3 separate regions of the Anser cygnoides genome follow, and regions 1 and 2 are each linked to region 3. Evidence: chromatin contacts called from public Hi-C data. All regions are on one chromosome and are shown on one strand. The core of a region is the stretch at or near the end of the contact, and the rest is flanking DNA. Distances in the headings are between cores, read along the strand shown. Region 1 overlaps LPP (LIM domain containing preferred translocation partner in lipoma). Region 2 overlaps LPP (LIM domain containing preferred translocation partner in lipoma). Region 3 holds the start of BCL6 (BCL6 transcription repressor).

Evidence for each region. A called contact is a pair of places that touch in the nucleus more often than the background predicts.
Region 1: a contact with region 3 is called in a Hi-C map of liver, with 2.6 times the contacts expected there. The contact joins the enhancer-like site here to the promoter of BCL6 in region 3. A contact is called at or near these places in 3 of 7 Hi-C or Micro-C datasets (granulosa cells and liver).
Region 2: a Hi-C map of liver shows a contact between it and region 3, with 4 times the contacts expected there. The contact joins the enhancer-like site here to the promoter of BCL6 in region 3. A contact is called at or near these places in 2 of 7 Hi-C or Micro-C datasets (granulosa cells and liver).

Annotation. Positions count from the first base shown.
Region 1 is chr9:16,038,596-16,042,971 of Taihu_goose_T2T_genome, forward strand. All of the region lies in intron 6 of LPP (LIM domain containing preferred translocation partner in lipoma), which reads right to left. Among named protein-coding and RNA genes, the nearest start is that of LPP, 150 kb to the right of the region's middle. Within about 2 kb of position 3,101, at least 2 of the 3 cell types and tissues checked have open chromatin away from gene starts, as enhancers often do. A contact at or near this core is called in liver, where this site is marked.
Region 2 is chr9:15,925,099-15,928,980 of Taihu_goose_T2T_genome, forward strand. All of the region lies in intron 9 of LPP (LIM domain containing preferred translocation partner in lipoma), which reads right to left. Among named protein-coding and RNA genes, the nearest start is that of TP63, 220 kb to the left of the region's middle. Within about 2 kb of position 2,148, at least 1 of the 3 cell types and tissues checked has open chromatin away from gene starts, as enhancers often do. A contact at or near this core is called in liver, where this site is marked.
Region 3 is chr9:16,339,132-16,343,471 of Taihu_goose_T2T_genome, forward strand. BCL6 (BCL6 transcription repressor) reads left to right here and starts at 1,662. Exons shown (of 10, transcript XM_067002297.1): 1 at 1,662-1,779. It overlaps LOC136791437 (a long non-coding RNA gene), which reads right to left. Exons shown (of 2, transcript XR_010833524.1): 2 at 3,813-4,182. It also overlaps the pseudogene LOC136791464.

The sequences.
Region 1 (4,376 bases), core at 1,851-4,350, 300 kb before region 3:
CTGCTAATCCAACAGAAAATGTGAATAGCACTCAGAAATGAGAAGAATGGAAATGTCTTCAGTACTGATCATGTTATCTCACTCTCTTCCATCACTTAGCTCATCGGCTACAATGGGAGAATTCCCACGTCTTCATTATCTATTTTCCCCGTGTTTAAATAATTCTACCTTGGATACAATGATGTTTTTGCTTCCTTTTGTCTGTCACAGCCCGGTACTAGCTCAGTCTGACAGGACCAAATTGTCTCCTTTTTCTCCACGCCTCTGGAATTACACACCCCATTCAAGCCCCTATTACCCATGGGAGGATAACCCAGGTCACAGATCAACCTCCCTGCAGGTGTGGGCACTGGACCTGACTCTTGCCAGCAGGGTGACAGTTTCCCACAAAGAGACGTACCCTCATGAGCCAGGACGAGCCCACCAGGGCTTGTAGCCTCGGGCACAGCCCCAGGGGACCCACAGCCACACTGCTTGGACCACGTGCGTAACACCACCTCGAGTCTTAACCTGGGATGGTTTTAGCTTGGCGATCTCAGAACACGCCAATCAGCAGTCTCTCTGACCTTTCTGTTTCCTATTACAACCTTTTAGATGGGCCCATGCCCTTATTTACATGTGATCTGTATTAGCTGCTGCTTTCTTCTGCTCCCTCACCTCATTACCCGTCGCATGGCAGATTACCAAAAGCTGCTTCTGTTCCTTCTCTGAAAGCGTTTCACAGCCCCGTCACAACCCTCCTCCTCCCAGGGAACGCACGAGTGTGCACCAGCACAGGTCCTGGCACATCCTGCCTGCTCTGTTACTATATTAAACAATAACATAACAAATACATTAAATAACATAGTAATAACCATGATGAAAATAATGAGAACAGTTAACTGTTTGGATCCTTGCTTCCTTTGTAGTCCTTGCCGAGAGGTTTAGCTATTAAAGGCTGTATTGCATTATAGCATTGCCAAGATATTAATAGCCAGGCAGAGAGATGAATGGCAGGCTTACGCTGTACAATTAAAACTTTTCCAGTTCACCCTTTCAGTAAAATTTGTGGTTTATAATAAGCATCTTTGTCTATTCTGAAGAGAGTAAGGATTGGAAAGTTACATAGATGGGAACAGAGGTTCATTAAAGATTTAAAATAGAATGTGGTTTGGCATTGTAAAACAAACATGCGTATAAGATGGGTTACATCAAGAGCCGACTGAAAGACATGCTCAGTGTTCCTTTTCTCTTGTGATCCTGGATTTACTGGTCATGCTACCCACAGAAAGGATAAAAAAGCAGCAGGGATAAAATGTGCTTGCTTGTTCCCCAAGAACATGGAGGCCTGCTCTATATCCCTGCTCATTATGCATTGCTCATATATATATATACACGTATGTGTGTATATATATATATAGTGTGTCTGCGTGCATATATATATGTGTGTAGGTATATGAGAAAAACATATGCAATTTCATATACCATGCATCGAAATATTCATCAACATAAAGACTGTGAATTACCGATTTTTCTTACCTTAGTGCCCAGAGACCTCTATAACAGAACAAACACACATCGACCTGTAGGGAGCCGGTGAGCATTTACACATGCAGAGAGCATACATGTTATTTGTTCAAGTCTAATTCAGAACACAGCCCGTTCCCGTTTCTCAAACACACAAGGACGGCAGAAGGAGGGAGACAGATCAAAAGCATTCCTGCAAAGCCAAGGTTTGAGTAAGAGGGTTAACATTACCAGGTAATTTATTTATACTGTTGGACACGGCTTCAATTTAGATAAAAGGCTGTTACTTATCACCCAGATTTTAATAAATCACATTAAGAGTCCCAGAAATCCGTAAAAGCGGGCTCTCAAACTGAAAGCCATACACACAGACCAAGATTTTATTTACAGAGCCACCGGGAGCGACTGCTCCTCGCCTGAGCCCGGGGAGGCAGTCAGCTAGAGCTGCGCGGCGCTACGGATGCTCCTCGCCAGCGAGCACCTAAACCCAGGCCAATAATCCCAATGATTAACAAAATCTAGCACTAGAGGGAGGCTGAACACACTTTCTGCTCTCTTTGGCCTTTTCGGCTCCTCCAGCCATTCAAAGGAAGGCGATTTCAAGGCAGGCCAGCACTCCGGCAGAGCCCAGCTGCGGAGATGCGCTATTTAAGGCAGCACCCCCTGTTGGCAAAACCCGCGCCCTTCCTTCCCCAGTGGTTCCTCAACACACGCACCCAAAACCGACAAATACACAAATTCCTCCGTGGCGGGCGAGTCGGAGCCCAGGAAGAGGCAGAGGCAGCAGCAGCACTCGCCCAGGGGCCGGCAGGCAGCGAAATGCTAAGCCACAAGGACAGGGGCTGGCTGCTCGCACCCGGCACACGTTGCCACGAGCTCCCAAGACTGGCTCCTGGAGAAGAGCTCTCCTCTGAACAGCCTGGCGGAGGAAGGCGTGTATGCCTTCAGACCACGTTCTGTTATTTCTCCTCCCTAAACTCCCCCAGTGAAAGGAATTCCCCGTGTATCCCTACAGCTCATACAAGGGCAGGTGCCAGGCTGCTCTGCGACCCGAACGTGCTGAGAACTGGTGCCTTGGCTTCTGCTTTACGCTGCACCCCATGCAGGCAGCACATCTGATCGCTTCTTCACTCTAAACCCCATCCTCAAGCCCTTCTGCACGTCCCCTTTGCCACATCCCAAGTTCTTTCTGGTCTCAGCAGCGGATGGTGTTTATTCATTAAGTCGCCGTTTTCACAGCACCGAGGCGGCGCGATGCAGCCAACAATTGCTCTGGGATGCAGGAGATGTGGGCACTATTTTTAGCCTGCTGCTGGCCATCCTGGTGACCCAGGCAAATCACTTTCCCTGCTTCAGCTTCCTTATCAGAGAGAGACCGGTATTCCTTTTGTGAAGTGCTTTGCGGCCTGTCAATAAAACACGCTGATAACGGCCGGGGGCTGTTGGGAAAGAGGTGATCTCCCGGCTGAGCACCGTCCGTGCTACGGTAGCAGCTAGGGTCCCAAATTAAAATCAGATCCGGGCCGCAGACACAGCACCTGTGGGCAATTAGCAGCGATTTGGAGACGCGTGTTTTACCGAGGTGGCCCTTGGCGGGTCTGCAGCTCGGGGTCACAGCTGCTCGCAGCCGCCCAGCTCCTGCCCCGACAGCTCCCGTGGGCGCTGGAAAGCTGCAAGGCACCGTGTGAGCCTCTGCCGGACAGCCCCAGCCCTCCGCCACCCCAATTCCCCCAAGGAATCTGCAGGATGCCCCCTGCAGGGTCCGGCCTCCCTCGGGATCGGACGCAGCAGCGTAGGGAACCAGCTTTACACATCACGCCGCACGGGTCTCATCCCAAGCAGCCCTGCCTGGCCAGGAAGGAACCAACGGCCAGTGCCGTCGGCAAGGGTCCTGCTGGGAGCAACACCAGGCACTTGGAGAGGTTTTCTGTAAGGGTTGCTCACGTTTGCTTTCCTTCAGAATGCCTTTTTGTGACTAGAAGGCAAAAAGAAAAGAAAAAAAAAAAGCTCCCTCCCTCCCAGATCTATCTATTTCCCTTTGACAAACAGTGATTTCATTTTTCTTCCCGTCCAGGATTTTTTTTTCTCCTTTTTTTTTTTTTTCTTCTAAACTGAGCACAAGCCAACGTGGCAAAAAGCTCTTTGCTTATGTCCTTATTTGTCAAACACGCCATCGCCGCGCCCTCACCACCATTCTGGGAACAAGCCCTTGCCTCCGCTGCCTGACTTCAGCCGAAGGGGAACTTCCCAACACAACTGGCCCCCAGCTCCAACACGCTGCTTTTTTAAAATAAACATTTCCTTTTCTTTTATTATTTTCTTTTTTTTTTTTCCAAAGCATTACAGTTAATAAGAAAAGAGTCAAAATTTCCTTCCCCTTTTCTCCTGCCCTGCTGTGAATCTGAACGTGATCTAGATGAGAAAACAGAAATTACAAGAAAATGCCAGATCTATTGCGAAGTTATTTCATGGCCCACTCCTCCTTTGATTTCAGCCAGTGTAGGCATCTAGAGGGAAGTTAGCTACTAAAGTACCTTTTTGGATCTGATCCTAAGTGGTCAGCTCCACTGTCCAAACAGAGATCCAGAGATAAATAGGCCTATGAAAACCGGGCATTATTATTTTAACTGCTACTCCATAAACTCCAACTTAAACTGTAATAATCTGTGCAGCTTGTAGCTGTCTGCTAACGGTAATGCATGAAATGATAATAAACTAAACATATATCTATCTGCTGCTGCCCTCATCAACTTAACACCTAGTATAAAAAACTTTACCTGGAGCCACAGTGCACATTTTTCACGAGCTGTCAGCGGCACGAAACCCTCTGCCATACAGAGAGAATTTCTGCTGTAAAGAGCCTGCTTTGC
Region 2 (3,882 bases), core at 898-3,397, 410 kb before region 3:
GGATGAAAAGAAGTAGAATTTTGCAACTACATTTTAAAATTAAAAAGATTTTTGTGTCTCTGGGTGAGCACTGATTTGCACCCCAAAAAATCTGCCAATGAACACTTAAATAAATAAGGAATGTAATCATTTCATCTGGTAAAAAATAAATGAACGAATGAATCTTACTTTCACAGAAATCCCCCATCTTTCTGTGCCCATCATTCCTCTCCATCAGGGACATCCAATAACATATAGGAAATTAGAAAAGCAAGAGACATTAAAAAAAACCTATCTCTGATTTCCCTCTTTACTTTTTCCCAAAATAAAAACGGGGCAGAATCTTTTAAAGTTGTGAAAAAGTGGGGCTTTCCATGCTTTCAAAAGCTGAGAAAGCTCTTCTTCATTTTACTTCTACAGGAAAATGAGAGTTCTTAAAACAAAGATGACTCTTCTCCTTGGAACATATCGCTAACACTGAGATCTCTTTTTAAAAATTTTTTTATTTAATGAGACTTTACCATTACATGGCACCCAGGGAACAATCTCAGCAGCTCTTCACTAACTTCTGGGTAACAGGTGAAGGTGAGGGGATCAGCCAATTCCTTGTGAGGCTGGCAGGAAAGCTTTCTCTGGGCAGTTTATCCCAAAGCTGGTACTGTGGGGTTTTGCCTTTCCTGGGAGGGACCTCAGCAAGGGAAACTGTTGCTGGTAGAGTTGTGGATTAGACAGGGTATTTTGGCAGTTCTGGTGATCCTAATAGCGGCAGCCACTGAGCCAGCTCCCTTTGTATTCACACTTGCAAAGCCACATTCCCTGGACAGAGGAAAGGACAAATATATGGCGGCACACAAGCCGTACATTTGTCTGAAACTCCCACAGGAAAAGGAAGGCAGGATGGGTGACAGAAATCACTCCTCCTTTCACCCTCATCTTGGGCTGATGAGGAGGGAGGGTTTTCCTGGGTGATCCTCCAGCCCACCAGGCTCACTCTGTAATTCTGCGCCAGATTTCAGGATCCTCGCTGGGAAAAGCACCTCGCAATTATTGAGAGGGCCAGTGGCAGAAGTCCCAGCCAGGGACTAGGTGGGGGAGCTCTCCCCGGCCTGTCTGGGCTCCCTCGCAGGTGTCTCTCCGCGCGCCGTCCCAGGCTGCTCACCCACTGACTCAGGACACCAGACGTGCTGGTCGAGCAGCGGAGGGTAGTTTCAGGGGCTGTTGCACCCGACCCCGTAACATAAGCGGTAGTTGCAAAACCGAGCAGGTCTGGAGGGCAGATGAGCCGGCCTCCTCTTCAGATGCCTCGTGTTCGTTGTGCAACGGTTGGTGCACCTTCGCCCACCCACTCCTCCAGGTGGGGAGGACCAGCGACCGCCTGCCCCCGGGATCATGCCGCTGCTCAGTGCAGGCGTGCCTCAATTGTAGATCAAATTCTCCACAGCATTTGGTTTCTTAAAAGCTGAACTGAGAGTGTAGTTAAGGCCCAAACTGATATGGGTAAGCAACCTTTCCATCGAGGTCAAAAAATAAGTTGCCTTGTATTGCATGCCCAAAGGAGTTTTCATGATGAAAGCGGTCCCCAGAAGCCCAAGCAATGGGTCAAGGCCCTGCAGTGTTTGGTGCTGAACGAAGGCAGAACAAACCATGTCCCACTGCCCAAAGACTTTCACATCCAACTGTTTCTGTGTTGCGCAAGGGCACTTCAAACCGCTTCTATCCCCCCAGCCCAGCCAACCCATTTCATAAGCCCAGGATGGGCGCCATCAGTATGTTCACCAGACTCGAATCCAGCCAAAAATCACATCCGCTGCTGGGCATGAATGACTCAATTCACTCTTCCATAGCTTGGCTATGCTCCAGACGGCATTCGGCGGCTTGTCTCTGCCTCTCTGCATCACCGTGAGGGTGGTGGCACGAAGAGATTTTTACCAAAGGTTCTGTTCAGTGGAGAAGGTGAAAATGCCTGAGTAATGGCAAAGTTTTGAGTCAGAGATGCTTCCCGTGCCAATGCTCCAGCCTACCAGCCTGGCATGCCTCCTGCATGCCTGCCTGGGGAAAAACGTCTGACAAAAAACAAGAAACAGGGAGGGAACCTGTCTTCCCCCTGCCAAAAGTAGAAAGGAAAAAAAAAAAAAAGGTGGAGAAAGGCTGGATCCCACAAAGAGCAGAGTCCTGAACAAATGATAGCTCTCATATTCCCCGCGGCTTTGAGGCTTGGAGTTTTCAAAGGTGTCTGACTGCATTAGGAGAAGATGTCCCACCAAATTTCAACTGGCACCTCATTTATTTAAGGTCTTTTAAAACCCTGCCTTTCACAATCCGGCACCAGCCCAAAGCTTCCTCGCTGTTTTGAAACATGCGCTGTCTGCGTGTCGACAGCAGCCTTGCCGTAAATCACATCCATCAGGCGCTGGAAAACGCCTCACCTGTACGCTGACCATCTACCACACCCTGCACTGAATTCCATCATCCCAAATTTCTCAGCAGCTGGAATCAACTAACTCTGTTTTTTCTCATTAAACCAACCTACCGGACAGAGGTTTCCTTCTTTGCCCCAAAATCTGGGACTTTTCCAACCAGGTGCAAGGTCCAATATTTGTTTACTCTCTTGGACAAGTAACAGGAGCTTTACAACCTGGGACGGAGAGGCACTCCCATTCTGGCGGGGATGTGCAGCGCTTGTTTCTACTCAGGATGACCAGACATGTCATATCCTTAAAATGGGACACTGGTATTGAGAGCAAAAGTCCTTTTAAAATAACACTCGATGTCGGTAACACCATATTACTTATACTCATGTAACCATGCAATAATTACAATTCTGCTCATCCTCTGGTCATGGGACCTGCTTTTACTGGCTGAGGTAGATGGAAAGTAATACTGAAAACTCTCCCAAGTATTTTCAAAATGATCTCCCTGTGGCACATGCTGCATATCTGGAGTCCATGATGGCGCAGTTTGGTATCAAGTATCCACAGACCATTATTCTCACCTGATCGTCACATTCTCAAAGTTTGATCAACAATGAGACAGAAGTTTTCTTGCCTGGCCTCCACTGGCATTGAATTAGTGCAAAATATGAGATACATATTTATAAAAATTATTTTATTTAAAGAAAATCTGTGGAAAACCCATCTGCACAATTGCATGTGTCACCCTCACACATCCTACAGCTTTTGATTCATAATTAGCAAGGCTTAAAAATAATAAGAATTAAAAAACAAAACAAAACAAAACAAGAAAACATAAAGCCGAGCTCTTTAGTGGCCTTAAGACTGCTCTGTTTGAGGCTAGGGCCTGTTGACTAACATAGGAGACATTGGGAATGTCAGTTAGGATCCAGGTTTATCATGATACTGGAAGGGCAAAATAAAATCCCAGTTTTGCCAGCTGTACAGATTGTCCTGACATTCAACCCGAAGTCCTCTATGAAGAGGCTCTGATGTTGATCAGTATCTATGAAGACGAGTCCAAAGTATTACTCTTATCACATTTCTAAGATGGAAGGTTCTTGCTAAATTGACTTTTGCATGAAGGGCACCAATTCCTGTCTCCTGAATTATTCACACAATTCTTGACCTGAGAATTTTGCGCTGATGGAAACTGAAACCCCAAAAGCTTTCGCTCCTCGTGATAGGGCAGAACCAATCAGAAAGGACCGATCCGATATCCAGAGGTCATGGTGAGTCCTGCCAGTCCAATGTCCTTCAGCGGGCATTAGAAAAGACTATCATCAGCAGGGATTATATGCGTTTGCCAAAAACTCAGCGTTGAAAAACCTCCTGAACATCCCGAACCAGTCACGGTAACCTCCATACGGAGAAGGCTGACAAATCGTTGTGCTCTGAACTTTCAGGGTGCTCTTTATCATTGTGCTCTGAACTTTGAGGGCACTCTTTACTG
Region 3 (4,340 bases), core at 412-2,911:
TCGAGGCTGGAGAGGTATAAATCTCTACAGATTTACATACAGGGCGATACATTTACATACGGGACCGGAGCAACGCTCGGGTGGCGGCCCCCTCCCACCCCCCTCAGTCCTTGCCCTGCAAAACCCAACTGGAAGAAGGGTTTGCAGAAGTCTTCGCCTTATTCCCACCGCCTCCCGCAAGGGCCAGCGCAGGCCTTCGCCCTCCCCTCCGTACACCCGGCAATAGGAGCGGGCAAAAAGCGCCCGGAGAAAAAACCCCGGGCAGCCCGGGCTCGCCAGGAGGAGCCGACGGCGTTTTGCACCCCAGCAGAGATTCGCGGAGCAGCGGAGGAACGCGAGGATGTGCACACTTACAGGCTGGGCTGCAATAAGAACCACAAGAGCTACAGAGAATTAACCCACCGCTCGGGCGTCCTGGGAAGGAAAAGAGCGAAAGCGTCTGAAAATAAAAAATAATAAGGAAAAAAAAAAATTTACATCGTCATCCTTTCTTTTTTTTTTTTTTTTTCCTCCTCCTCGAGAATCCCAGCGTTAAGGAGCAAAGCCAAAAAAATAAAAACGCAAAAAAAAAAAAAAAAAAGGAAAAAGAAGCGCATGGGGGTGTGAGGGGGGCTTTAAGGAAAAAGCTTCTGGCCCCAAGAGTAAATCCCATCTGAGGCTGTGAGCCGAGCGTCGATGTGTTTGTCAAAAATTAGCAAAAAAAAAAAAAAAAAGAGGCAACGGAAGGAAAAATAATGAAAAATGCAAAATTCCAGTGCAGCACAGCAGGATCCTGGCTTTTTCTTTTTTTTTAAAAGGGGGGGAGGGTTGATTGTTGGAATGAGAAAGCGGTGCCCCCCCCCAAAAAAAAAAGGGATAAAAGGGAAAAGGAGAAAAAAAGGGAAAAAAGGGGAAAGGGAAAAAAAGGGGAAAAGGAGGAAAAAAGGGGGGAAATGGAGGAAAAAAGGGGGGGAAAAGGGGGAAAATGGAAAAAAGGGGGAAAGGGGAAAAAGGGAAAAGAGGGTGGAAAAGAGAAAAAAGGGAGAAAAGGGAAAAAAGGAGAAAAAGGAGAAAATGGTAGGAAAAGGAAAAAAGGGGGGAAAAAGGAAAAAACAAGGAAAAAAGGGAAAAACAAGGGGAAAAAGGGAAAAACAAGAAAAAAGGGGAAAAAAACAAGGAAAAAACGAAAAAAGTAAAAAAAAAAGAAAAAAAAAGGAATTATTATAAAAAAAAAAACATATATTTTTTCACACGCCCTCCTTCCCCCTGCATTATATTTTTGGGGGGAGGCGAGGTGGGGGGGGGGGGTGTCCACGTGCGCTCAGCCCCGTCCCCGCTCTCGCACCCGGGACCCCCCTTTGCGTCCGCGCGGCGCGCGCGCTCCCCCGCGCCCGGTCGGGCGGGCGCGCGCGCGCGCGCTCCCGCCGCCACCCCGCCGCGCCCCCACGTCACGCCGCCGCCCGCCGCCACGTGACCCCCGCGGCCGGGCGAGACCACCGCGAGGGGGGGGAACACGGCGGGGAGCGGGGGGCAGCGGGACCCTCGCCGCCGCCGCGTCCCCACCGGGACACCGGCCGGGGGCACGGGGACACCGTCGGGGGCGTTCGGGCGGGGGGAGGCGTCCCGGCGGGGCGGCGGCGGCGGCGAGGAGGCGGTAGGGGAGGTCCCCGTCCCTCCCCGCGCCGCTCGCAGTGGTAGGGCCGGCAGCTCAAATTCCGAGAATTGGGCTCTGTTGATTCTTAGAACTGGGGTTCTTAGAAGTGGTGATGCAAGGAGTTTCTAGGAAAGCCCGGAGACCAGGTGATTGCTGCTTCTATTGCCGCGGCCGATTTTACCCTTTAATTCTCTCTCTCTTTTTTTTTTTTTTTTCCTCCTCTCTCTTCCCTCCTCTCTCTCTCTCTCTCCCTCCTCTTTCCCTCCCTGCCCCGCTCTGGCGCCCAGCCGCCCCTATATATTTCTTACCCGTTTTTTTCCCCCCCCCTCCTTTTTCCCTCGGCAGGTGCCCCGACGGCACTTTTAATCCACCGAAAAAAAAAAAAAAAATTATTTTACCATCCCCTATTCCCCCCCCATCCCATTCTCCCCTTAATTTTTTTTTCCCCTATTTTTTTTTTTATTATTATAATAATTCCCTCTCCATACTAAATTAACGTGCTCCCTATTAAATTAACGCGGGGACACCCCCAACCCTCTCCTTGCACCCTTAATAGTAAAAAAAAAAAAAAAAATCAAAAAAAAAAAAAAAAAAGGAAAGGGGGGGGAAAAAAATAATAATAAAAAAAATCCCAGCCCCGGGCTGCCCTAACGGGGCCGGCTCCCGGAGGGGGGAGGTCCCCCCGCGGTGGTCCCCATGGGGTCTCGGGGGGGTTTTGTCCCCCCGAGCGCTGCTCTCCCCATCCCCGTGTCCCCCGGGGGGGCCCCGCGGTGCCCCTGCACCTGCAGGCGGCCGCAGGACGGCGGCGAGCGCGGCCGCCGGGGAGCTCCGGGGTTTTTATTTTATATTTTATTTTATTTCCTTTCGGCGTCGGTTCTCGATGGCCGGAGCTCGGGCAGCGTGTCTTATATTTTATGTATCTTATTTGTTATTATTTTTTATTCTTGTTCTTTTGCTTCTAGTGGCTGTCTCGCTCCCGGTCCCCGCGTGTGCGCCGTGTCGCGGCACCGGGCGGCTCGGCCCTCTCTCGGGGTGATTTTTTTTTTTTCCTTCCCCCTTCTCGGAGGATTTTTTTTTTACCGCAGTACGAGCGGGGGGCTTTTTCCCCGCGTCCCCCCCCCACTCCCCTTTCGGCTCCCTACCGGCTTTTTTTTTTTTTCTTTTGGCAACCTGTGGCGGGGCCGCGCCGGGATCTGTCAAAGCCCCCCGGGGGGGGCGAGGAGCCGGGCGGGGACGGAGCGGACTTTGCGGCGTTTTTGTCGGCCCGGGGAAAAGCAAGCGGCGGGGGGGGGGGGACGGGAGAGGCGGCGGGGAGGCTCGGCCTCCCTCCCTCCTTCCCGGGGCTCGGTGGAAGGAACCGCGCCGGCCTCGACGGCGGCGGCACCCGCGCGGGGAGGCGGCGGGGAGGGGGAGAAGTGGCTCTGAAAATACCGCGCGGGGGGGGGGGGGGCTCCGATTTTTTTTTTTCTCCTTCCAGCGATGCCGCCGCAAACAGCGGGGAGGAGGAGGGAAAGGGGTTGGGGGGGGGGGGTCCTCCGGCCGCTCGGCGATGGGGTGCGCTTGTCGGGGTACGGGGGAGCCCCCCCCCGGTTGTGTGTCCCCCCCCTCCCCCTTTTCCCCGTGGCAGCCCTTTGCCGTGTGTTTACTACCGCGGCGGACTTGGCGCGGCGACAGGAGCTCGTAAATCTGCCGCCGGGAGCTGCGCGCCTGGCCCCCGGCCACACGGCTGTTCCTGGAGCGAGCCGCGCAAATCGCGCGCAGACCCCGCGCAACCGCCGCGCCCGGCCCGCGCCGCACCTCCCCCCACCCCCACCCCCCCCAAAAAAAAAAAATTTTTTTTAAAAATTAAAAAAAAAAACAGCATTTGGGGGATGGGAGAAAGCTCTTTCGGTGACGCGTGTTTCATTTTTATTATTATTATTATTATTTTTAATCCCCCCCCTTAAAAAAAAAAAAAAAGGAAAACAAAACCGAAAAAGCCCAACTTTGTTGTGAAAACTTTTCGTGGTCGGGCGGCAGCGACCTCTCCCGGCCGTCCCCCCCCCCCCTTCTCTCTCTCCCCCCCCCCCCCAGCTCTCCGCCTCGCCAGCCGGCCCCCCCCCGCCCGTAGTTTGCAAAGTCACAGTATGAAATGTTATGAAATCGCCTCTTGGGAAGGAGGGAAACAGAAAGCAGGGCGTTTGTTTAGGAAAAAAAAAAAAAATAAATCTGCGGCGGCCTCTCAGATGTGCCTAAAAAGCTGCCTTTGACCCCCTGTTGCATTTCCAGGGAAAGAGGCAAGTCGGGGCTTAAAATCACGGGTCAAAACCAACAAAAACAAAGCCCGCCTCGGTTAGTTTTTTCCACCGGCTTCGGTAGGCGCAGGATCGGTGCGAAGCGAGGCTGAGCCAGCCAGATGGGGCTCAGCACCGCGCACTGCGTCGCTCCCGCGTCTGTCCGGGGCCGAATTCTTCCCCACGGAGCTGGACGTGTCAGCAGGGCTGGGTGCGGGATCGAGCCCTCCTTCGATCCGGGGCTGCGTATCGATTCCTGTCCGGAGGTTTCAGATGCTTTTAAAAAAAAAATTATTTGCTGTATTGTTTTAAAGGTCAGCAGGATAAGTGCTTGAAGAACAAACGCAGGCTTCCACCTGCAGCCCCCTGGGTTGGGGGGGCTGCAGTTCAAAAATTGCTTAGAAAATATTTTAGGGCAGACCTCTCTTCCTCCC